2 separate regions of the Mus musculus genome follow, and region 2 is linked to region 1. A link is a contact called in public promoter capture Hi-C data. All regions are on one chromosome and are shown on one strand. The core of a region is the stretch at or near the end of the contact, and the rest is flanking DNA. Distances in the headings are between cores, read along the strand shown.

Region 1 (6,771 bases), core at 2,115-4,614:
TTTCCCTCCCACCTCAGGTGTCCTGAAGTGAACCTAGAACATATGCCCATGATGTCTCAGGATCACTGAGAAGGCCAGCCAAGTACTTTAGATTTATTTTTAATAAAAAAATCTTCCCACAAGTGCTCCTGCACACCCAGGATTACTTGTCCTCATAACCGGCCGCTCATTTCCACTCAGTGGATGCAGCTGCTGCAGCCCAGCCCCGCTCCAGTGCCCAAGGCAGAACACAGTAGCCACGCAGGGAGAGTCCCTGAGACTTGAGTGCTGTTTCCAGCTTTGAGGACTAAAGGCCCTGGAATGAGCTCTCTCCTGGCGCTGGAAAGATGGGTCTCAAAGGCCCCGCTCACCGAGCGTCCATACGTCTGTGTCTGGCACTGCTAACGGCAGGTCACCACACCTGGCACAGCCGGATCACTTCCTTCAATGCCTTGAGCCTCTCCATGCTCTTGTCTTTCACAGCCATGGCCAGCAGGACGGCTCTGTTTCCTGCTTCTTGCGACACAAATGCTACCAGGTTCTTTGCAAAGACATGGATGAGAGGCTGGGAGGGAGGGAGAGGAAGACAGGGTTGTGACTGCAGGAAACCTCATCTGTTTTTATTTATTTATTTTGGTTTTTTGAGACAGGGTTTCTCTGTGTAGCCCTGGCTGTCCTGGAACTCACTTTGTAGAGCGGGCTGGCCTCGAACTCAGAAATCTACCTGCCTCTGCCTCTCAAGTGCTGGGATTAAAGGCGTGCGCCACCATGCCTGGCTCTGTTTTGTTTTTTTTTTTTTTTTTTAAAGACAGGTTGTCATTTTTTGTAGTATCATGGAACTCATTTAGCCCAGGTTGGCCTTGAACTCATGGCAATCCTCCTACCTCAGCCTCCTGAGAGCTGGGATTTCTGGACATGTGCTATCATATCCAGTTTCATTTCTTTGTCCTTTTTTTTTTTTTTTGAGTGTGAGCATGTGCACGTCTGAGGCGGCCTGGGGACAACCTCAGGAATCATCCTGAACACCAGCCGTCTACTCTGGGACAGCATCTCTTCTTGACCTGTAAGTCACTAATTAGGCCCAACTGCCTGCCTAACCAGCAAGCCCCGGGATCCTCCTGTCCCCGCCCTCGCCGCAGGGTTTCTTCGTTTTCCCTTTGGGGGACAGGGTCTCTCCAAGCAGCCCTTGCTAGAACTTGGTATGTAGATGAAGCTGGCCGCACACTTGCACAGACCGGCCTGAGTCAGCCCCCAGCGCTGGGAGGAAAGGTCTGCACCACGCTGAGCCCCACACCCAGCTTTCTTGTGAGTTCTGAGGACTCTCAGGCTGTGCTTGCAAGCACTGTATGAACTGAGCCACTTCCTCAGTCTCCATTGCTGAGAGCTACTTAGTCATTCATTCATTTGGTTTTGTTGAGACAAGAGCTTACTATGTACAGCTGTATTAATTGCTGTTGAGATGAGAGCTCACTACGTAGCCCTGTCTGATCTGGAACTTGCCATGGAGATTAGGCCTACAATCATCTCCCAAGTGCCAAGATTAAACATGAGCACATGGCTAATTAGGCTCTACTAAAATTATAAATGACTATTATAACATTTTATATAGATATCTTTATGTATCTATATAGAATATAATAAACATATCATATATAATATTATATATATTATATTTATGATATATATACACATATACACACACATATAAAAGAATACAACTTGTAGCAGTCAGCTTTCTCTGTCCACTGTGGGATTGTGAGACTGTACTCAGACTATCAGGCTTGCATACCCTTTAGCCCCTGAGCCAACTCAATGCTCCCTGCCTTTCTAACAGAGGGTGTCATGTAGCCCAAGCAAGCCTTATGGGAATGAAACTGAACCCTGATTCTCCTGATCCCACCTCCCAAGTGCTGGGACTACAGCAGCCAGCATGTCACCATAACCAGTAGTTTGCTTTATTTCTTCTCCTTCTTTTTTGCTTATGCAGGGAGAATAAGGTCTATCCCTTAGCTGGCCTCAGCTCAGTCTGATCACAAACTTGTAGCAATTTTTCTGCCGCAGCCTCCCCCTGAAAGGATTACAGGTGTGTATAGTCACACTGGGGACAAACACTGTCTGCTCCTAATGCTTTCCTTAAGAGACCTAGGCCAGCGTCTCACGCTTTCCCCAAACCCCCTAAGCTAGGACAACAGTGATTCAGAGCACCACGTGGACTGCATAAAGCAGACAGAGGGAACTGCCCAGGAGGCAGTATTAAGACTTTTCCTTGGTACCTCTGCCTACCGTCTCTCTGGTTACTCCTAATCAAGACAGACAGGCCTGCAAAGGGAACTGTTGTCAAGACTCAAGAAGCAGACATAAACATAGAGCCATCAGGACAGGGTCAAACTGAGGAAATGGCTATGTCATAAAAATCAATCCCTCCCCGAGTGTTGAGTAAAATGCTAACACGCTGGGAAAAGCATCACTCGAGCCAGCCAGGACACCCTCAGTCCAGAATGGCCCTGGAAAATGCTCACTGCGCATAGTTTGGGTACGTATGGAGTTGTGCCTATCAGGCACCCCATATCCCTATGGACAAATGACAGCAGAAAAAAAGATGCTCTCAACTCCCATTACCTCGTCCTGCCCGAGGAGGACTCTCGTGGTGAGCACTGGCTTGCTGATGTCATTGGCCACATTGCTGGGCTCCAAGGACACTAGCGTACCCATCTTCCCGAACTGGGTCACCACAACTAGGATGTGGCTGCTGAAGGCCGTGCAGACCACCTGGGTGGGCACACCGCACACCACTTCTGTCTTCTGTTTAGATACTACCAGTGGTTTGTCTTCCATGGTCCCGTTCTTCAGCGGAGGCTTTAGTTTTAAAAGAAAAGAAAACAAGGGATGGAGCAATCAGAATCGGACACAACCTGGAGCTCGACAGCAGAAATGACAAGCGGCCCATTCCAAGCTGCACGTGGTGGCACATGTCTGCCATCCCAGGACAGGGGACGCTGAGGCTGGAGAAGTCCCAGTTCGAGGCCAGCCTGAGCTACATGGGGGAGACCCTGTTATCAATACCACGCCCCAACCCAAAAGCGAGTGCGCGCATGCTCGTGCGGGCTTTTGTGAGCGTCTTTGTCCCGCCGCACTGCTTGCGATGACCGCCATCCCCGCGACTAGCTGTCCCACTTCCAGATTATCAGGGATGAGGAAAACGGCCGAGCTCACCGGGGAGCCCCGACGGCGCAGGACTGGGGATGGCTGGATCACTACTGACAGCAGTTGGGACCGAAACCCTCGGCAACCAGCGCTCACCCCACCAGCAGCGCCAGAAAGCGGTTTCAGGGAGCAACTAAGCCAGCAATGGTTTAGCAGAAGTCCCGGCGAGAACTTCCGGTTCCTGTCCGTTGGGCCTAAGGTCCGTAGGCCACGGCAGTCCCAGGGCCTAAGGTTCCGTGCTGCAAAGGAGCCGTCCAGGCTTCGTGTTAAAGGGACAGTGTGCCTCTCCGAGCTCCAGGATCTCGGTGGCGGTGCTTGACCACCTGTGTAGGGAGCTTTGTGTCCTAGCTGTGGACACAAAATAATATTTGTTTTAATATTATTAATATTTTAATATTTGTTTTCACTTGGTGTGTACCTGGCTTTGGCTAAGGCACACTTAATATACAGTAACTTGTTTCGTCTGTTTGTCTGTCAGTTTTGCCTCTTTTAGTCACGGTATCTCCGTGTAGCCCTAGTTGTCCTGGAACTCACTATGTCGACCAGGCTGGCCTCAAACTCACATATCCTCCCGAGTTCTAGGATTATTTCCTCCTCCTCCTCCTCCTCCTCCTCCTCCTCCTCCTCCTCCTCCTCCTCCTCCTCCTCCTCCTCCTCCTTCTTTTCCTCTTCTCCTCCTCCCCCTCCTCTTCTGTTTTTTGAGACAGGGTCACAAGTACCCTAGGTTGATCAAGGAAAATATTGAACTCCTGATTCTCCTTCCAAGTGCAGGGATGACAGGAACACACCCCACACATGGTTTGCTGGTGTGGGGATAACATCCAGGAGTTTATGTATGCTACGCAAGCATTCACAAACTGAGCCAAATCCCAACCATCATTTTTTTCTCCTTCCCTCTTTCTTTCATTTTTTTCCTTTTTTCTTGTGGGTATCGAGGAGCAAGTCTCATTTACACTAATTATTGTTCATCTTGCAGAATACTTAAAAGAATTAAACAGTATTTGTTTGTTTGTTTATTTATTTGCATGAGTATTTTTGCCTTCCTGTATATGGTGTCATGTGCATGCAGTACCCACAGAGGCCAGAAGAGGGTGTTGTGTTTCCTAGATTTGGAGTTACAGACAGTTATGTGCTGCCATGTAGGTGATGGGAACTGAACCTGGTCCTCAGCAAGAGCAACAAGTGGTGCTCTTAATGGTGACCTGTTAAATCAAAGCACTTTTTTCTTAAAATTATAGACTGTAAATTGAGCATATCCCCCTTCCCTCTATCTTCCCTTTTCTCCCCTCCTTCCTGTTTGTTTTCTTAAATGTACACCACACACACACACACACACACACACACACACACACACACACACACGGTTCAGTGTGACTATGTAAAATCTAGGCCCCACCAGTCAGAGAAAACATATGGTGTCTGTCTTTCTGAGACTGGCATAATTTGCTTAACACGATTATCTTCGGTTTCATCTACTTTCAAGAATAACATAAACTCACTCTTTTGTGTGTGGGTTCCTGTGTGTGTGTGTGTGTGTGTGTGTGTGTGTATACATATGTATGAAGGTCAGAGGTCAGTTTCCTCAGGCCCCTTCTACCCTTCTTCTTTCTTTTGTTCTTTTCTCTCCTTCTCCCCACTCTCTCTTATTTCCTTTCTTTAGGCAGAATCACACTGTGTAGCCTCGGTTGGTCTGGAACTCATTACGTAGACCAGGCTGGTCTCAAACTCAGAGATTCACTTGCCTCTGCTTGGGCGAAAGGTGTGGCTGCCACCATGCCCGTTATACCTTGTTTCTTGAGCCAGGGCCTAGAGCTTACTAATTAGGATAGGCTGGCTGTCGGCAAGGCTGGGGATCAGGTCTAGGTTTGTTCCCTTTCCCTAGTGCTGGGATTGTAGGCTGTACCAGACCTCCTGGATTTTCAATATGGCCTCTATTTTGTTTGTTTTGGGTTTTTGGTTCTCTCTCTCTCTCTCTCTCTCTCTCTCTCTCTCTCTCTCTCTCTGTGTGTGTGTGTGTGTGTGTGTGTGTGTGTGTGCTTGCAAGGCCAGATCTTAACTGACTGAGCCATCTCCCCAGACCCATCTCATTCTTCTTCATGGCTGAATCCCCACTGTGTATACACTACATATTTTCCTTACCCATTCCTTTGTAGTATGCCTAGATCATTTAATCTCTGCAGCTCCCTAAGACAGAAACACCGTGAGTGCCCTTTGAAAATAAAATGCTTTGACCCCACCCTCACCTTCCTGGACATTCAACTTGATGCCTGGCCCGGCTCCCTGACTCTTGTTGAGACCCAAAGGATGCTGGAACCTGGGTCACTGACCCTTATCAGGTCCCAGCTAATGCCTGGAACCCCTGATCCTCACTGAGGCTCAGGGGAAAGTAGGAGGAAGCCCTGTCCTGCAGGGTGAGTCTTGCACCCAAACTAGAAAACCCCACCATGTCTCCCTGAGAGAAGTTTCACTGACTGGGAAAGACTTGGGAAGATACTGGGAGAAACTGCAGCCTGGAGCCCCTTCCCCAGAGGTTGATAGTCCTGGAAACTCCATCCCAGAAGCCTTTCTGTGCCTGCTGCTGACGGTTCTGAAAAAAGCCACACTTCTGCTTACACACTAAAGTCCTTAGACAGCTCAAGCATTTTTCCTCAATAAATGTATCCTCTCTTTCCTTGAGTTAATGACTCCTTATCCAAGCTCCATTGAGTCGTGTGAAGCTCGCTTCTTCCAAAATGATTTCTTGGTGGTGTAAAAGAAAAGACATGCATACAAAGCATGATGGGAGTAGACAGAGATCGGGAGGAAACGAGTTTCCGAGCGTTCTCACAGTTGGCACGTGAAGAGGGAAGATTAGGGTTTCGTGCCACTAATACTCAAGAAGCAAGGAGCGTATAGATTTCTCAGCAAAGTCTTTTTGTCGGTTCTAAATTTAAACACCCGTCCGCCCACACACAGCAAAAGCAAATTGCTGGCGTGTTGCTTTGCCTGGAGAAATCTTGAAAAGCTTTTGATGCACCTTGGTATGCCTTCTCTCTCTGTGGCAGAGGTCCAGGAACTCTGCCTCCCCAGCACACGGAAGCCCTGGACACATGCTGATCACCTCTGCAGAAGGGAGGCTGGAGAAGAAAGTGGACAGCGTTCTGGTCACATTATAAAGTAGCTCTGAGGGGTCTCCGCTTTGGACTGGTTTGGATCTTGAGCTATTGATGATAAAGAAGAAGTCTGAAGGAAAACGGAGTTTTTTTTTTTTTTTTTGTTTTTTTGTTTTGTTTTGTTTTGTTTTTAAAGGGTGTGTTGGGCTGAGCTGCCTTGTTTCAGGAAAAGGACTTCCCCATGGTTTAACCTGGTGAGTGGTAGAGTTCACACATTTAGGGCTCAGTGGGAAAAGCCCTTACTCTGCAATCTTGAAGACCTGAGTTCAAATCCCCAGAACCCATGTAAAAGCCTGGTGAGGTAATGTGTGTTTGGAATCCTGGTGCTTCTCAGGAATAATGGAAGGTGCAGACGGGAAAACCCGTAAAAGTCCGAGGGGCGGATGCAGCAGCAAACAAGAGTCTCTGCTTCAAACAAGAGGGAGGGGGGTAGTGA
Region 2 (6,771 bases), core at 2,740-5,239, 1.0 Mb after region 1:
ACAAAATGAGAGAATTGGGCAAACTGAGTGATAATGCCAGGATGGGAAGAGGAGTGGGAGGGGTTTAAGGTTGAAAAATTAAATTCTAATTAATTACAGCAGATGAAACATGTTCAATAATGAGTAAAATAGTTGGGAAGAAAAGATGGTGTGGAAGTAGAAGAGGGATTTGTTAGAAGGGGCTCAGTGGGACTAGGAGGGGAATGGAAGAGAGTGATAGGGTCTAAAAATAACCAAAAGACATCTTATACATGTATGAAATTGTAAAGGACTAAAAATTTTAAATTATTACTAAAAAAAAAAAAAAATGAATCCAGTTTTAAAAAAAGGCATTGTATCAAACCAAACAAGCAGAGTCCTTATTAACAAGTCCTGCTTCTGTTGCTAAGGAAGCCAGTAAAAGATTGTTGGCCCATGGTTTTCCCTGCTGTTCTGCTCCCACCCCAAGGTCTGAGGGGGGAGTAAGGGGCAGGAACATCCAGCTTATAACCCTCCCCACTAATCCCCAGCCTGCCAGGTCCACTGGGGCACAGCCAGCAGAGGTGAGCAGTGTCCTGTTTCCTGCGATCCACTGATCCACTCTCAGGCTCTGCCTGCCTCCCCAGGAGTCCTGCTGACATTGAGAACATCCAGACAACAAGAGGGACAATAGCTAAGGGGCAGTGTAAGAACACAATCAACAAGAGCCAGGCAACATGGCATCACCAGAGACCAGTTACCCTGCTACAGCAAGCCCTGGATATCCTAACATAGCCAAAGTACAAGATGACCTTAAATCCAATCTTATAAAGATGATAGAGGCCTATAGAGAGGAGATATATAAATCCCTTAAGGAGAATACAATCAAACCGGTGAAGGAAACGAATAAAACTGTCCAAGACCTGAGAATGGGACTAGAAGCAATAAAGACAACACAAACTGAGGGAGTCCTGGAGATGGAAGGACTCAGGAAGAGGTTTTATGTCAAAAAAAGCAAGCTAAATCTAAAAAGTTCATGGCACAAAACACCCAAGAAATCTGGGACAGGATGAAAGGACCAAATTTAAGAATAATAGGAACAGAAGGAGAAGATTTCCAACTACAAGACCCAGACGATATTTTCAACAAAATCATAGAGGAAGCCAGGAAAAGGGGATGCTGATGAGCACAGGAAGCCAGGAAAAGGGGATGCTGATGAGCACAGGAAGGAGACTGACTTCTCTAAAACGCACTTAATAGAGCAAAGTAGACTTGAGATCTATGTTCCCAAATAGTTTTTCTGCCTCCCAAGCTGAAAGAAACTGAGCCCTCCAAGCCTACCTGGCTCTGGGGTTCAGAAAAGCAGCAAAAATAAAACCAGGCTCCTTAAAGGAGATGCTGGAAAACAGGCCTTGAGTGACAGTCAAGTTTTACAAAATCCTTGAAGATGCCGGGAATTCTGAACAATATACCCATCCCTTTAAGGTTTGCATTAATGTTTATGAAGCACTTGGCCAGAACCCCTTGCTTCCCCGAGGCTCTCTCTGGAAGGTGAAAAGTGTGTGATTTTTCCTTCATAAGATTTTTTCCCCATCTTGAACCCAGAGGAGCTACTTGTATTAAAATGAAACATTTAGTAACAAACATGTTGAGTGTGGGAGTGTTGGCCCGGAAGTCTGGCTCCCAGGATCCCAGCCCAACCGCCCTACACCAAGGTTTCTCAAGGCCGAACTGAAAGACGTGTCCCAGATGGGCTTCTGCGTCCCCTTGCTAACTTAAAAAAAAAAAACCAAGGCCCTGTAAAAATCTAGTTTCGAGGGTAGCTTTTCTGATAAGACAAACCTCTCTACCTGCTTGAAACCGTGTTCCTCAGACCTGTCCCCCCACCCCCCAAAAAACCAGGGGCTTGGAAAGAATCAAGAAGAAAAAGAGAGATGAGAAACTTGACGAGGAAGCTAATCTAGGTGCAGAATAGACTCTGTGTCTAGACTTTTGCTACATCTTATTCCAATGTTGAGACAGGCTCTCACATAGTCCTGGCTAGCCTCAAACCGTCCATGCAGCTAAGCCTTGAACTTAAATCCTCCTGCCTCTACCTCCACAGTGCAGGAGAATCTCAAAATGCAGGAGAATGCTACCTTGACCAGTTTATCCCACACTCAACCCAGGGCCTTATGCACATTGGAAGAGACTTACAGAGCTACAGGCCCAGTTCTCCACAACTTTCTTTTTGACCCTTCTGCAAAGACTCACTGTATTAACACTGATCCTAGACTCTGTCAACATGACTGTTTCTTTCACATATACGGCACAGAATATAAAAGGCACAAGGGACAGGACCTTGAGTTCATTACCACATGAGGATTATTGCATCTAGTTCAAACAGACAAAACAACTATGCAACAATGAAGGACACGTGGACCCTGAATGACATGAGAAGGCTTCTGGAAGGTTCTTTGTTTTTGTGTTTTGCAGTGTAGAGGTTGGACGCCTTGGGCTTGTACTTGCTAGACTGGTGCTTTCCCACTGAACCATATTCCTAGTCTAATTTTTTTTTTCCTCTTCCTTTTTTTAGTTCTATAATGGTCCTGTACATATGCTTTTAAAGCAGGTTTAGTGTCACATACCAAGATGTTTTCTAATACAACTATATATCTTGGATTAACTTGGAGACTGGGGTCGGGGTGAGGCCGGGGGTACAGGTAGGGAGGTGGTTAGGGACGAACACGATTGGCACAGAACTGACCCTTGTTTCAATGCTGGGTAGTGGGTGTCTCGAAGCTCCTTCTAACATCTCACCTAACTTGGTGTGTATGTTAAATCACCATACTAAAAGGTTTAAAGAACAAAGTATGGGTGGCACATGCCTGTAATCCTACCACTGGGGAGACGGGTCAGAAGGATAAGGAGTTTAAGGTCAGCCTTGTCTACATGGCAAGGCCAGCCTGGGCTTCATGACTCCCTATCTCAAAAATACAAACACTGGCAACTTAGTCTAGTTAGTAATGTCCTCCCTAGCACGCATGAAGTTCTGGATTCAATCCCAGCACTACACGAACAAAGTATGGTGACACAGCGCCCTCCTCCTCTGTAATTCCAGGATTTGAGAAGTTGAGGAGAGAAAGGATCAGGAGTTCAAGGTCATTCTTAGCTACAGAGTGAGTTCAAGGCCAGTCTGGGGTATATGATATAATGTGTGTGTGTGTGTGTGGTGGGGGGAATAAAATGGTCAATTCTCATTTACAAATAAAAAACGAAGGCTGATGTCCTCCAACCTACACTATAAACTTTGCATGCTGGAGGGACAGGGAGAGTTGGCGACCCTCAATCCACGTGTCCAGCCCTAACACCCTATTTGTAACCCAAGTCCCTGAGAGTGGTCCAGCTTGCATTCCCACGGTCCCCAAGCGTCCAGGGCTCTGCAAATCTATCGCGCCCCTGGGAGGTCACGGGAGTAACCCCAACTGCATTGCTTGAGGTCCCTATTGGAAGGGAGGGGCGCCGGGTGGCAGGGTCGCGGGTCCGTGGAGAACAAAGGGGGCGGGGCCCGCGCGCCACCTGGACCAGGTGTGTGTGGGCGGGGCCGCGCGTCACCTTAAGGATGTTGTCGAAGATGGTGTCGCGGAACTCCAGCAGCGCCTTCTGGTCGAACTCCCGGCCGTGGATGATGCGCATCTGCTTGAGGAAGGTGGACTTGCCGCTCTCGCCGGCGCCCAGCAGCAGGATCTTGACCAGCCGCCGCACCGCGCGCCGCTCGCGGGCCAGCAGCGCGTCGATGTCGCGGCTGCGCCGTCGGGCCTCGCGCTCCGCGTCGCGCGCCGCGCCCGCCCTGCGCTCGCGGGCTCCGGCCTCGGCCGGCAGCAAGCAGCGGCTAAGGGTCCGCACCACCCCGGACATGGCCGCCCTCAGGCCGCGGCCGCGCCCCGCTGGGGCCCGCGCGCCATGGACGCCCCTCAGCCGGCGCGGCCCTGCCGGGCCAGGCGCCGCCCCGCCCGCCGCTCCCTCAGGCTGCGTCCGCCGCCGCCGCCCCGAGGCCCTCACTCGCCGGGCCGGCTGAGGGGCGGAGGGGAAGGCGCGGAGGGCGGGGCGGCGCCGCGCAGAAACTCTTTTATTGGTTGGGAAGTCTTCTATCTTGGGCAGCGCGCTTTTTTACTGGACAAGCGTGCCTTGGAGGAGGCGGGCACTCCTGTGGTCCTTGGGGCGGAGCCGGTGCCGAAAAAGGCGGGATCTTTTCGATGAGGGAGCTTCTTATTGGACTGCTGAGCAAACTTCTTTCTTTCAGAATGAAAGGGAGGTGGGGCCATTGAGGAGGAGGAGCTGAAGCCCTTCGCAACCAATTAGAAGTGCTCTGATCGTTTGTCAGTCACAATAACTACGCTTGGGATTGGAAGTTGTGGGAAATGGGGCGAGGCCAAAAGTGCCAGGTGTACAGAGTGACTCTCTGCCTTGATTCCCAGGTTGGTCCGGCTGTGAGCCCAAGATGTGGCTGCAAAGTTGGGAAATAGCGATGAGGTCCTCCTGCTCTTAAGTTTAGGGAGAAAGCTCAGTCGTTTTCCTTCCAAAAACATTGAAGCAGGGTGGGTCATCATTTTCAAACAAAAGCTGCTTTGAGTGTTACATGGGCCCCAAATAAGGAGAAAACAAACAAACAAAATTATTGTATGGGTCTCCCTAGGCACTTTCTTAAAATATGATTAAGGGGAGATGGTTCAGTGGGAAAGAACTGTGAAAGTGTGAGGACATGAGTTCAAATTTCCAGTTGTGCCTGTAACCCCACCTCTCAAAACCCAAGATAAGACCAATTCCAGTAACTTGCTGTGCAGCTATCCTAGCCCCAATGATAAGCTTAAGGTTCAGTGAGAGAAGCTGTTTGAAACGTTACAGAGGGGAGGCAGTTGAGCGACTTCTTGGCCTTTGTATGTATGTGCACTGGCGCGCGCACACACACACACACACACACACACACTTGCACACACATGCACGAGCGCGCACACACACATCTGTGTTTGTCATAATCACTCAGGCAGTTTGATGTGGAATAGTGGTCTGAAGTGTGGTGTCTGAAGGGTGTTGGTGCTGCATGGAGAATCATTACAGAAGCAAGAGAATTGAGATGAGTTTGAAGCCAGCCAGGGCTACATAGTAACTCTCTCACCATCTTGGCTAGAGATGATGTTGCAAGAGGAGGTCAAGCTTGTGTGATATAATCCCAGTATTGAGAGAGCCCGAGACAGGAAAATATGGAATTTGAGGCCAGCCTGGACTAAAGCTTGACTCTGTCTCAAAATGTTTTTTTTCAATATGTGTACCTGTTCCATATCCCACTTTCTATTACAAACAGAAGACAACCTTTGGTGTTGGCCCTTGCCTTCCACCTTGTGTGAGGCAGGGTTTCTTATTGTTTGCCATTGCATATGCTGGGGTAGCTGGCTCAGAAACTGAAGATAGCCCATCTCTACTTCCCATCTTGCTTGGAGTACAGATGCCTGCTACTGCGTCTGGCTGTGTGTGGATTCTAGCGAATCTGAACACAGGTCCTCACTCCTTTGAAGCCAATGCTGTACCCACTAAGGGATCACCCCAGCTCACGGTTTATTGTCTTTTAAGAGAGGTCTCATTTATCTCAGGCTGGGAAAATTACAGCCAAGGATGACTTTAAACTCCTGATCTTCCCGCCTTTGCTTCCTAAATGCATGCCATGACACCTAAGAATATGTTTCTAAGACAGAAAATGGGGGAATCTGAACCCATGGACTAGAGTTCAAACCTTATTCAGTTTTAAAAACCTAAATTAATTCACAGTTTTCGGCAAATGCTCCAGACATTTACAAATAACTTTATAAATAGCTTGATGCTGGTGTTTATAGAATCATTAACTATTTTAAAGGGCCATTTAGCTTTTTTTTTTTAGTGACACATTGTGGTGTTTTATGGGAGAAATTATATACTGTTGATAGTATCTAATTTGGGACTTTGACAAGGGTTCTGGCCATATCCTTCACATTTGCTAAAAGGCTAAAGTGCTTGAAATAAACACGTGTATCCATGCACTCCATAATAGTCTCTTAATTACCCCTGGCATTTATATGGCATGCTGTAATTTCTAAAGTGCTTTACATACATTATCTGATGTCATCTGTTCTCTCCACACCGCTGGGAGAGAGGCAAGTTACAGGGTAGCTCTAATAAAACAATCGGAGGGCTGGAGAGATGGCTGGCTCAGTAAAGTGCCTGCCAGAGCAAGCGGGGACCCCTGACTTTTGATTCCCCAGAACCTATGGAAAATGCCCGGGTGCTAGTGTGTGGCTCCAATCCCTAGTGGAGGTCAGGAGAAGAGAGAGAGAGAGAGAGAGAGAGAGAGAGAGAGAGAGAGAGAATATCATTCTGGAAGCTTACTGGCCAGCCAGGCCAGCTGAATCAATGAGTTTCAGATTCTCCTGTGTCTAATTTGCTCTTCTGTACTCGTGATGACAGACCATGACCAAAAGCAACTTGGAGAGGAAGGGGGTTATTTTAGCTTACAGTTACAGTTTACCACTGGAAGCCAAGGCAGGAACTCAAGGCAAGAGGTTGAAGCAGAGACTGTGGAATACTACTGCCCACTGGCTTGTTTGCCTGGCTCCTGCTCAGCTAGCTTTCTTATAAAACCCAGGGCCACCTGTCCAGGGCTGGCACTGCCCGCAGTGGGCTGGGCCCACCTATGTTACATTGGTCTACAGAAGATGCCCACAGGCCAGTCTGATTCCTTTTCCCCCAAATCTGTCAAATGACAACTGAAGCTAACCATAACTGTATCAAAAGGAAAGAAAGGGA

The links. Promoter capture Hi-C pulls out the DNA fragments that hold promoters and counts their contacts.
Region 2: a promoter capture Hi-C map of neutrophils shows a contact between it and region 1, with 2.9 times the contacts expected there. The contact joins the promoter of Gna12 here to the promoter of Psmg3 in region 1. A contact is called at or near these places in 4 of 39 promoter capture datasets (hippocampal neurons, liver, neutrophils and 1 more) and 1 of 115 datasets of contacts at active chromatin or transcription factors (pancreatic cancer cells).

What each region holds. Positions count from the first base shown.
Region 1 is chr5:139,823,530-139,830,300 of GRCm38.p6, forward strand. It overlaps Psmg3 (proteasome (prosome, macropain) assembly chaperone 3), which reads right to left and starts at 3,365. Exons shown (of 3, transcript NM_025604.4): 1 at 3,193-3,365; 2 at 2,599-2,835; 3 at 84-544. The coding sequence starts at 2,814. The coding sequence ends at 392.
Region 2 is chr5:140,826,442-140,833,212 of GRCm38.p6, forward strand. Gna12 (guanine nucleotide binding protein, alpha 12) reads right to left here and starts at 3,990. Exons shown (of 4, transcript NM_010302.2): 1 at 3,553-3,990. The coding sequence starts at 3,855.